Regions from separate parts of the Macaca mulatta genome. Here region 1 is linked to region 2. A link is a contact called in public Hi-C data. All regions are on one chromosome and are shown on one strand. The core of a region is the stretch at or near the end of the contact, and the rest is flanking DNA. Distances in the headings are between cores, read along the strand shown. Region 1 holds the start of ARRDC3 (arrestin domain containing 3). Region 2 has its middle 160 kb from the start of ARRDC3.

The links. Hi-C and Micro-C count contacts between places; a contact is called where the count stands out from the background.
Region 1: a contact with region 2 is called in a Hi-C map of blood, with 3 times the contacts expected there. The contact joins the promoter of ARRDC3 here to the enhancer-like site in region 2. A contact is called at or near these places in 4 of 14 Hi-C or Micro-C datasets (CD4 T cells, blood, cortical neurons and 1 more).

What each region holds. Positions count from the first base shown.
Region 1 is chr6:97,758,915-97,764,944 of T2T-MMU8v2.0, forward strand. It overlaps ARRDC3 (arrestin domain containing 3), which reads right to left and starts at 2,048. Exons shown (of 8, transcript NM_001260940.1): 1 at 1,554-2,048. The coding sequence starts at 1,833. The region is part of intron 1 of LOC144341323 (a long non-coding RNA gene); the gene reads left to right.
Region 2 is chr6:97,593,788-97,599,920 of T2T-MMU8v2.0, forward strand. No RefSeq gene overlaps it. Among named protein-coding and RNA genes, the nearest start is that of ARRDC3, 160 kb to the right of the region's middle. Within about 2 kb of position 2,959, at least 10 of the 40 cell types and tissues checked have an H3K27ac peak or open chromatin away from gene starts, as enhancers often do. A contact at or near this core is called in blood, where this site is marked.

The DNA.
Region 1 (6,030 bases), core at 798-3,297, 160 kb after region 2:
AATCATGGTGTAACTAATGAAATATTTGTCCTCACAACTCATTGTTCTACTTTTCCCCCATTGCAAGTCTCAACCTCTTGAAGAAAAATCTGTTTCTTTCACCCATTTCATAAAAGGCTGCAATATTCAGAAAGGTAGAAACACAAACTCATCTATCTGCTTTTCAACAAATACCAAGACTGTCATTAGGCATCTGCATCTCCTATCAGTGTTAACGCTTGGAGACATTAATTAGTTATTTCAGGATGCAAAGTACCTGTATCTACGAAAATCCTACTAAAGAACTGAGTTCACCTTAATAGTTTCAGAAATCATGCATTAATACTGCCCCTCAAAGCATCCTTCATTTCTCACTTGCCTTAGTTCAGTCATCAGCACCTCTCCAGGATGTACGTTTTTAATATAAAAAAGAAGGTAAAATATGGCTCTAATTTTTTTCTGAAAAATCGCCAACATCTGAACTAAATACTGCATTAAAAAGGAGAGGCACAAAAATTACATAACCAGTTTTAACATTATATTCTTCTTGGGCTAGGAATTAAGTCATCGCCACCACCTGACGCGTGTAACCAATCTGCTGAGAGCAGAACAAGCGCCCCTCCTCACCACCCCCCAGAACTGGTCCGAAACAGGATTGAACCGCTTCTAACAAAGGGTGGAAACTTAGAAAAACAAGCCTAGACTCTCCTATATTTCCACAATGTAACCATTTAAACAATAGATTGGAAATCTCAGGACTCCTTCTCCCTTTGACAACCCTTTATCTCCCTCTTCTAACCAAAAATCAAATCCAGTGTGCCCTATACTTTTCAATTCCATTTGACTGGCATGGGTTTCATTGAATGCACGTTCCAAAGTTAGACATGATGCTCGGAAAAGAAAATTACTGATCCTAAATGGCTTCTAAAACTGACTCGATACCTATCATAATGACAGACAGTACCCTTTAAAATAAGGAATGCTGGGTGTAAATTTTTAAAGGAATGGGAAAGAATAGAGAAAAAACACGTGGGGTGTTGATACCATATGTCAAAATAAGCCACATAAACCTTTTATGAAAGCACAGTGATCAATTCTTTAAAGTCTTTTGCATTCCAAAATTAAAAATGAAACACGCCCATTAAGCCTCTTAAAAATGTTATTACATTTCTTGATTGAAGTTTAGTTTTTACATCTTAGGTTGCAAGTAAAAGGGCAAAAATCTAAGACTGCAGCTTTTAGCAATTCATTTGAAAATATATTAGTAAAACGATTGCATTGGATTCAAGCAGAATTTATAAGGTGCAAATGGACTACAAGCGCGTATGGCACAGACCAAGCCGGGTATAGAGGTAGTTGAATAAGTGTAGTTTGCAGTCACTTTGCAGATGCCTGCATGCATTACGGCTTAACACACGATGAACGTCAAGGGGAATCCAAACCTTCCAACTTTGCTAACCTTTATCAAACTGCTTAGTTATACTATGAGTAGAATCACGTTAATTCAGAAAACTGAAAAGGTACGTTTCCAAAGAAAATGAGTCCAATGACTTCTGAATAACAGAAAAACTTACCTCTTTCGTGCCCAATTAAGATGTCTTTATGGTTGAAATATTCTACTTCTTCAGTGTAATTCTGTGTATAGGCAGTATTGGAGCCGGCGTTTCTAGATTCAGTCCAGCGTACTTTCGCATGCCCTCTTGCATGAATTTTAAGAGATTTTACTCTGATTTCCCCAGTAACTTCTAAATTTACCCTTCCTGAGACAGTATCCCCACTAGAATACACAGGGACATTGCTGTCATTAAGACAGTCAAAGCTTATTGTCAAACTCTTCACCTTTCCCAGCACCATGTTTATAACAAAATCTATAAAAATATAATGTAAGACAAAAAAGTCAAGATCGCATATAAAATGTGATCTTCACTTAACACTGATCGATATTTTTGCCGTGCAAAATGCTTGCAGGCCGGATCAGTGATTCTCTACAAATAGTTCATTGAGATTTCTTAAAAAGTCAGGGCAGCAGAAGCTGCTGCTCCGCGCTCCCGCTCGTCTCAGTGGTCTCCTTACAAAGACGGGCGGCTAAAGGCTGCCAGCTCACTTTAAGAGCAGCTTTGTGAAAAACAACCCCAATGCGCAAGCGCAGGCCGCGGCTGCTGTCCGCCCTCCCTGCGCGCCCCCTCCAGCGCCGCGCCGCGCCGCGCCGCGCTCGCTCCCTCCCTTGCTCGCTCGCTCCCGGGTACAGTAGGTGTAGAGTTAGGGGAAGGAGATACTGGAGCTGCCGGCCGGCTGAACCTGACTTCTCTTCATTGTGGGCTCCTATTGGTAGGCAGGCTGCCGTATACCCTCGACGTGCTATCTGGAGCCCCTTACCGAGCACACTCTACTGGAAAGATAATGGCAGAGTGGGGCGCGAGGGGACAAGGCCTGGGTGGGGAGTTTGCAAAGCCAAGTAAGGATAAACTGCAGTGACCACCCCAAAGCGTGCGTTACTGGCACTGCAGCGTTTTACCAACTGCCTGGATGGGAGGAGGAAAAAGTGATGTGTGAAGAGAGATGGGGGAAGGGAGAAACCGGTTGGGCAAGCGGCCGATTGTTGAGCATAATCTAACGAATTTTCAAAGAAAATGTAATAAAACTGGACAAGAAGTATTGTTCATAGACAAGAGCATACTTGGCTTGGATTTTTTTTTTTTTTTTTAAACCAGTACTTTGTAGGCAGGGTGGAAATGAACTCAGTCGAGGTCAAAGGAACCTTAGTCCTTTGAAGAGCGAGGTAGAGAAGCAAGTACAATGTAATCAATAGGCTTTTTTGTCTCCTCAACTTCTTTCTCCTACATCGCTTAATTAGATAGCACCGAAAAACAACCAAGTTGTTTCCAGGATGACACGGGTGGGGGCTGGGGGGAAGCTTGACCACTTCCTCGAAGGAAGAAAAAGTCCTTTTTAAGACACCACCTACGGCTAGATTTGCAGAGTAAGACATGATTACAACTCCTGTGTCCAGAGGAATAAGAATAGAGTTCGGCCTAAAAAAGTACCATCTTATAAAAGGCATAGGACATAGTGGTTTAGCTGACATATTGTTTGCAACAGAATCGGAAAATCTTTGTTAGAAATTAGTGAAGCGCATAAAATTGTTTTTAAAAAGCATGATTTGGTATATAAATAGGGGTTAACTGTGAAGCTTTAATTTTCGGCCGAAAGAGCCTTGGACCATTTAACGTAGTAATTCTCATGATACATCTTAAATATAGGTACATTTCTCTTTTTATTGTGAATGTTTGGTAAAAAATAGCAGTGCTTTCGTCACATCACACTGGGATTCAGAGCATAACAGCATAAACTCATCTAGATTACTGGCAATCAACAGAACTGCCTTACAAGAGAAATGTAGAAAGAAAAAATATGAATCTGGTGCTCTCTCTCTCTCTCTATATATATGTATGAACAAAAATACCTTGGAAGATTTTTGGCTGTCCGTGTCTAAACATTTTAGATTCTTTTGCGTAGTGTATTTGGGTAGGTTGAACCTATGAGTCACAATAAACTAAACTTATTGGTCTTGCTGTTTTCTTTATTTCAAAAGAAACTAAGCTTTTGGGGGCTGGATTTTAGTTGACAAGGCAGTATCTTGGACTCAACAGCAATATATAAAAAGTATAAATATGCAAACTAGACAATGAGCAGGCCATTTATTTCAGAGTTTAGATCGCTATGCGTAAAATTATAAATTTGCATATTTAAGTGGAAAAAACAGTCTTATCTTTTTCCCCCCCTCTTGGTTGACACCTGGTGGAAATTCTAGGTAAAGTACCTGAGTCCTTGTACTAGCTTTGATTACAGATACTACTTGTGTTTTTTCTCCACCTAGTGGTAGAAGTGGTGAATTTCCTAGAATGACAGCTTTTCCTCAGCATAATGTCAATGATACTTAATAAGCATTCAAAAACCACTGAGCAAGGAATGGATTTAAAAGTGTAGTCCACAATGAATACATAAATTCATTGCACATTTGTGTCTACATTTATGTTAAAAATTATTAAGGGTTAGTGAACAATAGCTGAATTCAGATTTTTTTAGTAAAATTTATTTAATTAGAATATAACTTATTTCAGAAAAAAGAATTAAATACACCAGAATTGCATTTAATAAAACAGAACTCTAAGAAATTTATCTGTAGTTTGGAAAATTGTTTTAAAATATTAAATGTTTCATTCCTGTTACTGTATAGTACATTATTCTTTGTGTTTGAAGCTTTCAGGATCTTTTGAATAGTTGTCTTTATTATTTATTTTGCTATTTTTTAAATTTTCTTTTTACTGTGTCTTCTTAAATACTTAGGTAACTGGCAAATTTCCAAGAAATTCTTACCAGCTACCATTTTCATTTTGATTTTTTGAGATGGAGTCTCAACTCTGTCACCTGGGCTGGAGTGCAGTGGCACAATCTTGGCTCTCTACAGCCTCCACCTCCCAGGTTCAAGCGATTCTCCTGCCTTAGCCTCCAGAGTAGCTGGGATTACAGGCACGCACCACCACCCCCGGCTAATTTTTGTATTTTTAGTAGAGACGGTTTCACCACGTTGGCCAGGCTGGTCTCGAACTCCTGGCCTCAAGAGATCCGCCCGCCTTGGCCTCCCAAAGTGCTGGGATTACAGACCTGAGCTGCCCGCTCCTGGTCTCTCTTTATCTTTTCATTTCTTAAAAGAAAAACAAAAACACTTGGACCAGATTTTGAATGTTTTCTCTTGTTGCTTTCATAACTTCCCCCTTTCAGATTTTTTGTCTAAATATCTACTTCTTAGACAGCTTGAAATGCTGTACTGTAGACATTATCTTGGGCTTCTCAGCTTTCTTCACTGGGCCCTTATTGTATTTTGTATTATATTTAAACTATTTGTCTTTACCACCAAGGCTCTTTCCTACTGCTCCCCAGCCTACGTCTCATATGCCATCTCCGCCTACTCATCTGCTAACTCTTCTATATTCCTGTCAAGTACATCTTCTGTCCCCTTTGTTAGCTTGTCTCACTGTTGCCAGTGTGCACTTACACGTGCTTTTGGTGCCCAGAATAACATCCCACTACTATGTTATCTCCTTTGCTTTTTTCTAATCCCTCCACTAGATGCAGTTGGCACAACTGAGTAAAATTCCAACTAGACTGAATAACTAACTTCCCATCCCCCTTTCATTGCTTCTTCAGAGCTTAAGTAGGAATCTCTTTTCATATTTGCTTTTTGCTTTTGAGTCAAATGGCTCTTTCACCTTAATAAAGTTTGAACTCAATCTCAAGAACTCTATCAAAGACTGATAAATGATCATTGCTATCAAGGTGTATGATATTGAGGAGATATGTCAAGATTACTGCCAAGTTTGGAGTTTTTTGCATATTATATCAACATGCTCAATATTTTTATTTTTTTAAAAAAAGGAAGCCATCTCAACTGGAAGTTTTGTTGTTTGGTTGTAAAAAAAAAAAAAACCAAAAAAAAAACCCTACCAGTAGTCAGAATCTGTTTCATAAAGAAAAATATGAAATCTATGCTTACTGTATTTTAACTAGCAGCTGATAGGCTGAGTGCTATGAAACTAAGGGTTTTTTCTTCCCCTTTGGTCTTAACTCTGTATTTCAAGATTTTGTAACTCTGACTTAACTCTTTAATATTCTCATGGTGCAGCAAATTTGGCATGCAGACTGGAGAGAAGATTTGCTATTATTAGCAAAATGAGTAGATTCGTTTTCTATATTCTTCATAGTTAATAGACTTTTATATATGTTATGGATTTTGTGATGAAAATTACTATCAAATTTGGATTCTGTTCTCCTTCATTAATAAATAGTGTAATTTGTGTTATGTGAACACCATTTAATCTGTTATATTTTGTTTCTTGATTAAAAGAAAATCACCCATAATTCTACTGTCTGTCCATTCAGAGACACCACTGTTAACATTTTGGTGTATTTTCATCTAGATGTACAACTAAAGAAAAGCATTGCCAGTTAAGCTATGACAGTGCATATTATAATGTAGAAGATGAGTTGGTA
Region 2 (6,133 bases), core at 1,709-4,208:
GTAATCCCAGCTATTTGGGAGGCTGAGGCACAAGAATGGCTTGAACCCAGGAAGTGGTGATGGGGTGAGCAGAGATCAAGCCACTGCACTCCAGCCTGGGTGAACAGAGTGAAACTCTCTCTCTCTCAAAACAAAAGGCCCAATTAGCACAACTGAAACTGATCCAACCGGAGAAGTGTTCCATCACGTAAAACATTACATAAGGTTAAGTTCACTGGGCATTTGTTAAATGGGCTATTTTAAACAAATATACTCCCTGTGTTACATTTTAATATGAGCAATCTCTTTCTTACATGTGGCCAAGTGGTCCTGGAAATTCCCTCCTCTTCCCTCCACATCGCAGCCACTCATTCTTATTCAGGGTAGAGATGAATAACACTTAGAGAGAAGCAAGGATGGGAAAAGGAAAGGAGGGGCCAGGCACAGTGGCTCATGCCTGTAATCCTAGGATTCTGGGAGGCCGAGATGGGAGGATCACTTGAGGCCAGGAGTTTGAGATCAGCCTAGTCAACAGATCTCATCTCTAATTTTTAAAATTGACTAATTAATAATAATAATTTTAAAATAACAAAAGGAAAGGAGGCTCTCTTCCTCTTTGCAACGAAGAAGAGGAAAGAGTTAAACACAAAAAAGGAAAAGGATCAAGGATTTGGAGAGAAGAAAAATCATTTTTTCATTCCCCTAACAATCTTGGTTGAGGAAATCCGGGTAGAAAGGGGAAGAGAGAATGGAGAAAGATTGGAGGGAGGAAGCAGTCACAAGAATAAGACACAGCTCATTATAGCTGTGCTTATCCTTAATTCCTGGTTGTCCTCTCACCCAAGAACACATTTAAATTAGCTTGAGCGAGACAGAAGAGTTTACTGGACAGATACAAAAATATCTTATAGAAAACACACTCAGACCACAGGAGGAACTAGCATCTACAGCAGCAAATTGATAAGCTCTAGGGAAAATTCTTTCCCTCTGGCTTTCTTGCTGGTTTTCTCTATTTCTCCCTCCCTCCTCTACTCCTTCTCCCTCTCCCTCCCCATCTCCAACCCATGGTTCCTCATCTCTTCTCCCTGTGTGTTTTTCCTTCTTCCTCTATGTGTGCTGTTCTCTGCCGGTCCATTCACAAGAGAGGCCTGGCTTCCTGTAGCTCCGGGGAATCTCTTCATTTCAAACAACCAGTAGTTAACTGGTATTCCTGTCCCAGGTCCAAACTCTTAAGTTGAAATATTTAGTTGGCCTGGCCTAGGTCACGTGTCTACCATGGTTCCATGAGATCTGGTTAGTTGGTTCCATCTAACTGCCAAGGTATCTACTTTTGTTGGGGAGTTGGGAGAGATACCAAGTAGCAGAGAGGGGAATTATGGACTAAACAAGCAACTTCATGTAGTTCTACAACCCTGTGCAACCCTGTCCCAGGCTCTCAAGTGGTGTCCTTAGTCTCCAGCCCTTATCCCAAGAGTCTTCAACCTCTTACAATACTGTTTCTAACGGTGTTGTCCAGGTCACTTGCATCAAAGTGTGTTTACTAAAAATGTAGATACTTAAGCCCCTTACTTCAGACCTCTTCCAGAGGCCTTGTGTGTTAAATACACTCTGGGGACTGGTTTGAAAATCTCAGTGCTAAGAAGAAGACTGCATTGGAAAACTTACTCTGAGTTTTAAATAAACTTTTGAAGTAATAATTATAGATATTATGATATTAATAGATAATATTTATTAAATGTAATAAGTATCCTATAAATAATTATATATTGTATAATTACAGATTATATATTATTTTATAAATAACTATTTTAGATATTTATTGTAGATAATATTACAGATAATATTTATTATAGATAATAAATGTAAGACACTAGTTAGGAAAAGTATATAGCACTCTCTAGATTAAAAGGATATTTATTTTTGAATTTCACAAAGTAGAAAGAAGTTGCTATTATGCCAAAAGTAATATGCAGAATTTTCTTCTTTATTTACATGCCATACCATTTACTTTGTGCATCCACAATTTCTATAAGTGTGTAAGGAGCCCAAGAAGTCTGAATTAGTGTTTATCACATTTCTGCCTTTTTCACAGCCATCCTGATGATTCCATATTCTGAGGTTATTTTCTTTTCATTTCTGGCTCTATCTAGATAATCCTAACATCTTCATCTCAGTACAACTATGTACTAGGTCTCAACATCAAATGCCACTGCCACTCTCCTATGAAAGTCATCTACAACAAAACTTACACTAGTCCTCCTTATCTACAGATTGACCATCAGTACACACTCATTTTTCTCTGACTGGATTCTCTCCTTCACTATTTCTCCGAGCTTGCGCTTCTCAAATTTAGATACATACATTCCCGGGGAGGCATAATTTTAGATCAGGAGCCATAAGACAATGTTTCTCACTGGAGCATTTATTTAACTGAGGATTTGGATGATTAAATAACTTAACTGGAAAGCAACTATGTGAGTTATCTTTGTCTTAAATAAGACCTGGATATGTTAAATAGAAAGATACAAATTTCACATTACATTTTAAGAAAAAAGGTGGGCCTTCAAAAAATGTGTGCTATGTCCTCCAAGTTCCCAATCTTGGGTGCCTTATTTACTTGATAATATGTTATCAGTTTAGCTGATCTTCTTGAAACACACACATTCAACAACTATGCAAATACTAGTTTAAACAATAAGAAAAGCTTGTCACTGAGCCTGATTGACAGAAAAATGTCAGTCAGGTCCGGCATATCATTTCCCCTTTCTGTCTCATTCTAACTGAATCCCAAGGGTCGCTGGTTTTCAAGGGGCTGGGTCAGAGCTAAAAGAAAGCAATTTCATTTTCAAGTAAGCATAGCATTCAGTAGATCTTGAGCAAAGTAAATATCCTCGGAGCTGGTTTCATAATAGGTTCCTCCTATGAAGACTGGCTCTAACCAGTTCTTGGGAAACGTGCTTACAGACAAGAATTGCCCAACTGATTTCAGTAGACAAGAAAGTACACAGGGCAGCAGAGGTCAAGCCAATGACTGTACAACCTATACCTATCTTTATGGATAAATTAATCCCCAAAACAATGGCACATACTTCCTTACTATTAAGACTTAGATAACACAATCTAAAGAGCTCAAGGCATTCTTCATAAAAACTTAAAAGTAAACAATGATGTTCATTCTTTTCTGGCTGACAGGGTGAAAATTACCTCCATGGGGCTTGGCCATACAGATAGCTTGAGTAGACAGCTGCCCACACAGTGTAATTTGAGGGGAGCCACAAGGTTCTGTCTGTTGGAAAATATATTCCCCTTTGATTTCCCAGAGCATAGCCTTCCCCAGATTCCTGGCTTCCATTCTCAGCATTAGTCACCAGAGTTAGATACTAAGTAGAAGTCGTACATCCATAAGGTCATTGTGGAAATGTACACTTAAATGACTGAGAGGGGCGTTGGGTTTTTTCCCATTTATACGATAAAATACATTCACACATTAACATGGATTAGTTTACCTGGGTTCATTGTCAATCTGGAAAGCAAACGCTAGGATTCTGATGGCATGTGACATAAAATAGTAAGTTTCTGATGACAGTTGAGGCATGGGTTTCATGGGAGTCAGAAGACCTGGTTGGGCCCAGCAGAGGGCACTCTAGGAAACCAGCACAAGAAGATTAGACACAACATAGTAGAGATAGACTTGCTAAATTTAGCTTTTTATTCCTTTGTAATTTTTGCTAAGCCACCCCCGACCACCACAAAGCAAACAGGACCACTTTAAAGTTAACTGGCCATGAGTAGAGTGCCCAGGAGGCAGCAATTTGCTTCTGAAATCTGAAAATGCCAAAACAATTGTCATCATCATCATCATCATCATCATCATCACGACTACTAAAAGCCATATACATTTTTCAATAGCTTCTGGTAGAATCAATCGCTTTCATCCCTCTGGTGGGTAACATAAAGGAGCTGGAAGAAAACACAGAGAAAGAGAATTAGAAAGGCACAGAGGAAACTCACAACTGATAAGCAGAGGCTGGGGATGGTAGTAAAAAGACAGCTAAGGCTGAACACCGTGGTTCACGCCTATAATCCCAGCACTTTGAGAGGCCGAGGCAGGAGGATTGCTTGAGCTTGGGAGTTCAAGACCGGCCTGGAGCCGGGTGCAGTGGCTCATGCCTGTAATCCCAGCATTTTGGGATCCATCCACTCAGGTGGGTGGATCACCTGAGGTCAGGAGTTTGAGAGCAGCCTGGACAACATGGTGAAACCCCATCTCTACTAAAAATAACAAAAATTAGCCAGGCATGGTTGTACGTGGCTGTAATCCCAGCTACTTGGGACGCTGAAGCAGGAGAATCGCTTGAACCCGGGAGGCAGAGGTTGTAGTGAGCCGAGATTATGCCACTGCACTCCAGTCTGGGTGACAGAGTGAGACTCTGTCTCTAAAAGAAAAAAAAAAAAAAGAAGAAGAAGGAAAAAGAAAAAGAGCAACCTGGACAAAATAGTGACACCCCATCTCTACAAAAAATACAAAAATTAGCCAAGTGTGGTGGTGCACACCTGTAGTCCCAGCTACTAGGAAGGCTGAAGTGGGAGGATTGCTTGAGCCCAGGAGGTCGAGGCTGCAGTGAGCTGAAATTACACCACTGCACTTCAGCTAGGGTGACAGAGCGAGACCCTGTCAAAAAAAAAAAAAAAAAAAAAAGGCAGCTAAGATAACATCCTCACCGATTGCCACGTAAAGTAGATTGCTGGAATGGCTACCAAATTCCTTTACTATCTGACACTGGTTTGTTCACATACCTGTAAAGTATTTATAGAAATTCACAGATAGATCAGATAGAGCCAGATCAGTTAACTCTTAGAGAGCCAGAGGACACTTTCTCCACACAGCAAATTAAATTGTTCCTAAGGAAAAGCATGGAGTTCACTTTAGATACACAAAGATAATCCCAACATAGACTTGACAGGGTGCTTGCTGTAGACTAAAGAGTAGAAAATGAGTTTTGAAAAATTGTCAAAAAAATTAATAATCAGTGATCATATAGAGCAAAACACAGGTATCCAACACATTAGGTTAATGCAAAAGTAATTGAGGGTTTTGCCATTTTGAAAGTAATACAGCAAGGCCAGACACGGTGGCTCACACTTTTAATCCCAGCACTTTGGAAGGCCAAGGTGGGTGGATTGCTTGAGGTCAGGAGTTTAAGACCAGCCTGGCCAACGTGGTGAAACCCTGTCTCTACTAAAAATACAAAAATTATCTGGGCGTGCTGGTGGGTGCCTGTAATACCAGCTACTCGGGAGGCTGAGGTGGGAGAATCACGTGAACCCAGGAGGCAGAGGTTGCAATGAGCTGAGATTGCACCACTGCAGCACTCCAGCTTGGGTAACAGAGCGAGACTCCATCTCAAAAAAAAAAAAAAAAAAAAAAGCCAGTTGCACCTATAATCCCAGCTACTCAGGACGCTGAAATGGGAGGATCGCTTGGGCATAGGAGTTTGAGGCCAGCCTGGGGAACAAGGTGAGACCCCATCTCCAAAGTAAAATAATAATAATAATAATAATTTGTCTTTAACAATGATCCTATCTTCTGACCTAATCCAATATAAAAGTGTTAATCTTTGATGAGAAAAGAGGATATAGAGAAAGTCAAGGCCTAGAATTGTCCCTGTCACTGTACTTATTATACCTTTGGTTGTTTGTCTTCCTCCACTGTACTGTATACATTTTCTGTGTGCAGAGACAAAGCGCTTGGGTTTGGTAAATGCTCAGTAAACACTGATTGAATGAATAAACACAATACATTCCTTAGGGCTGAGGTAGAACTTGAGTGATAGCACAATTGGAGGTGATAGGAGGAAATCTAGTCAGGCTGATGGAACTTGGTGCACAGTATGTGTGCTTACGGGCGACAGGTGTCAGTGATATCCAAAAAGAAGTTCTCGACCAAGCCACTGGTCAAGCGGCAGAAGCCCAGATACAGGAAATCCAGAAGTGGCAGCACGCAAAGGTACATGTGCATGGAGAGATAAGATTAGGAAAATCTGTTAGCCAATAGCCGAATCCCATTGGCCTGGTGTCAGAGGAGATTATAGTCATTGAGAAGGCATCCATATCAACAGGGCAGAGGCCAGGTTCTAGAATAGAATTCAAGATA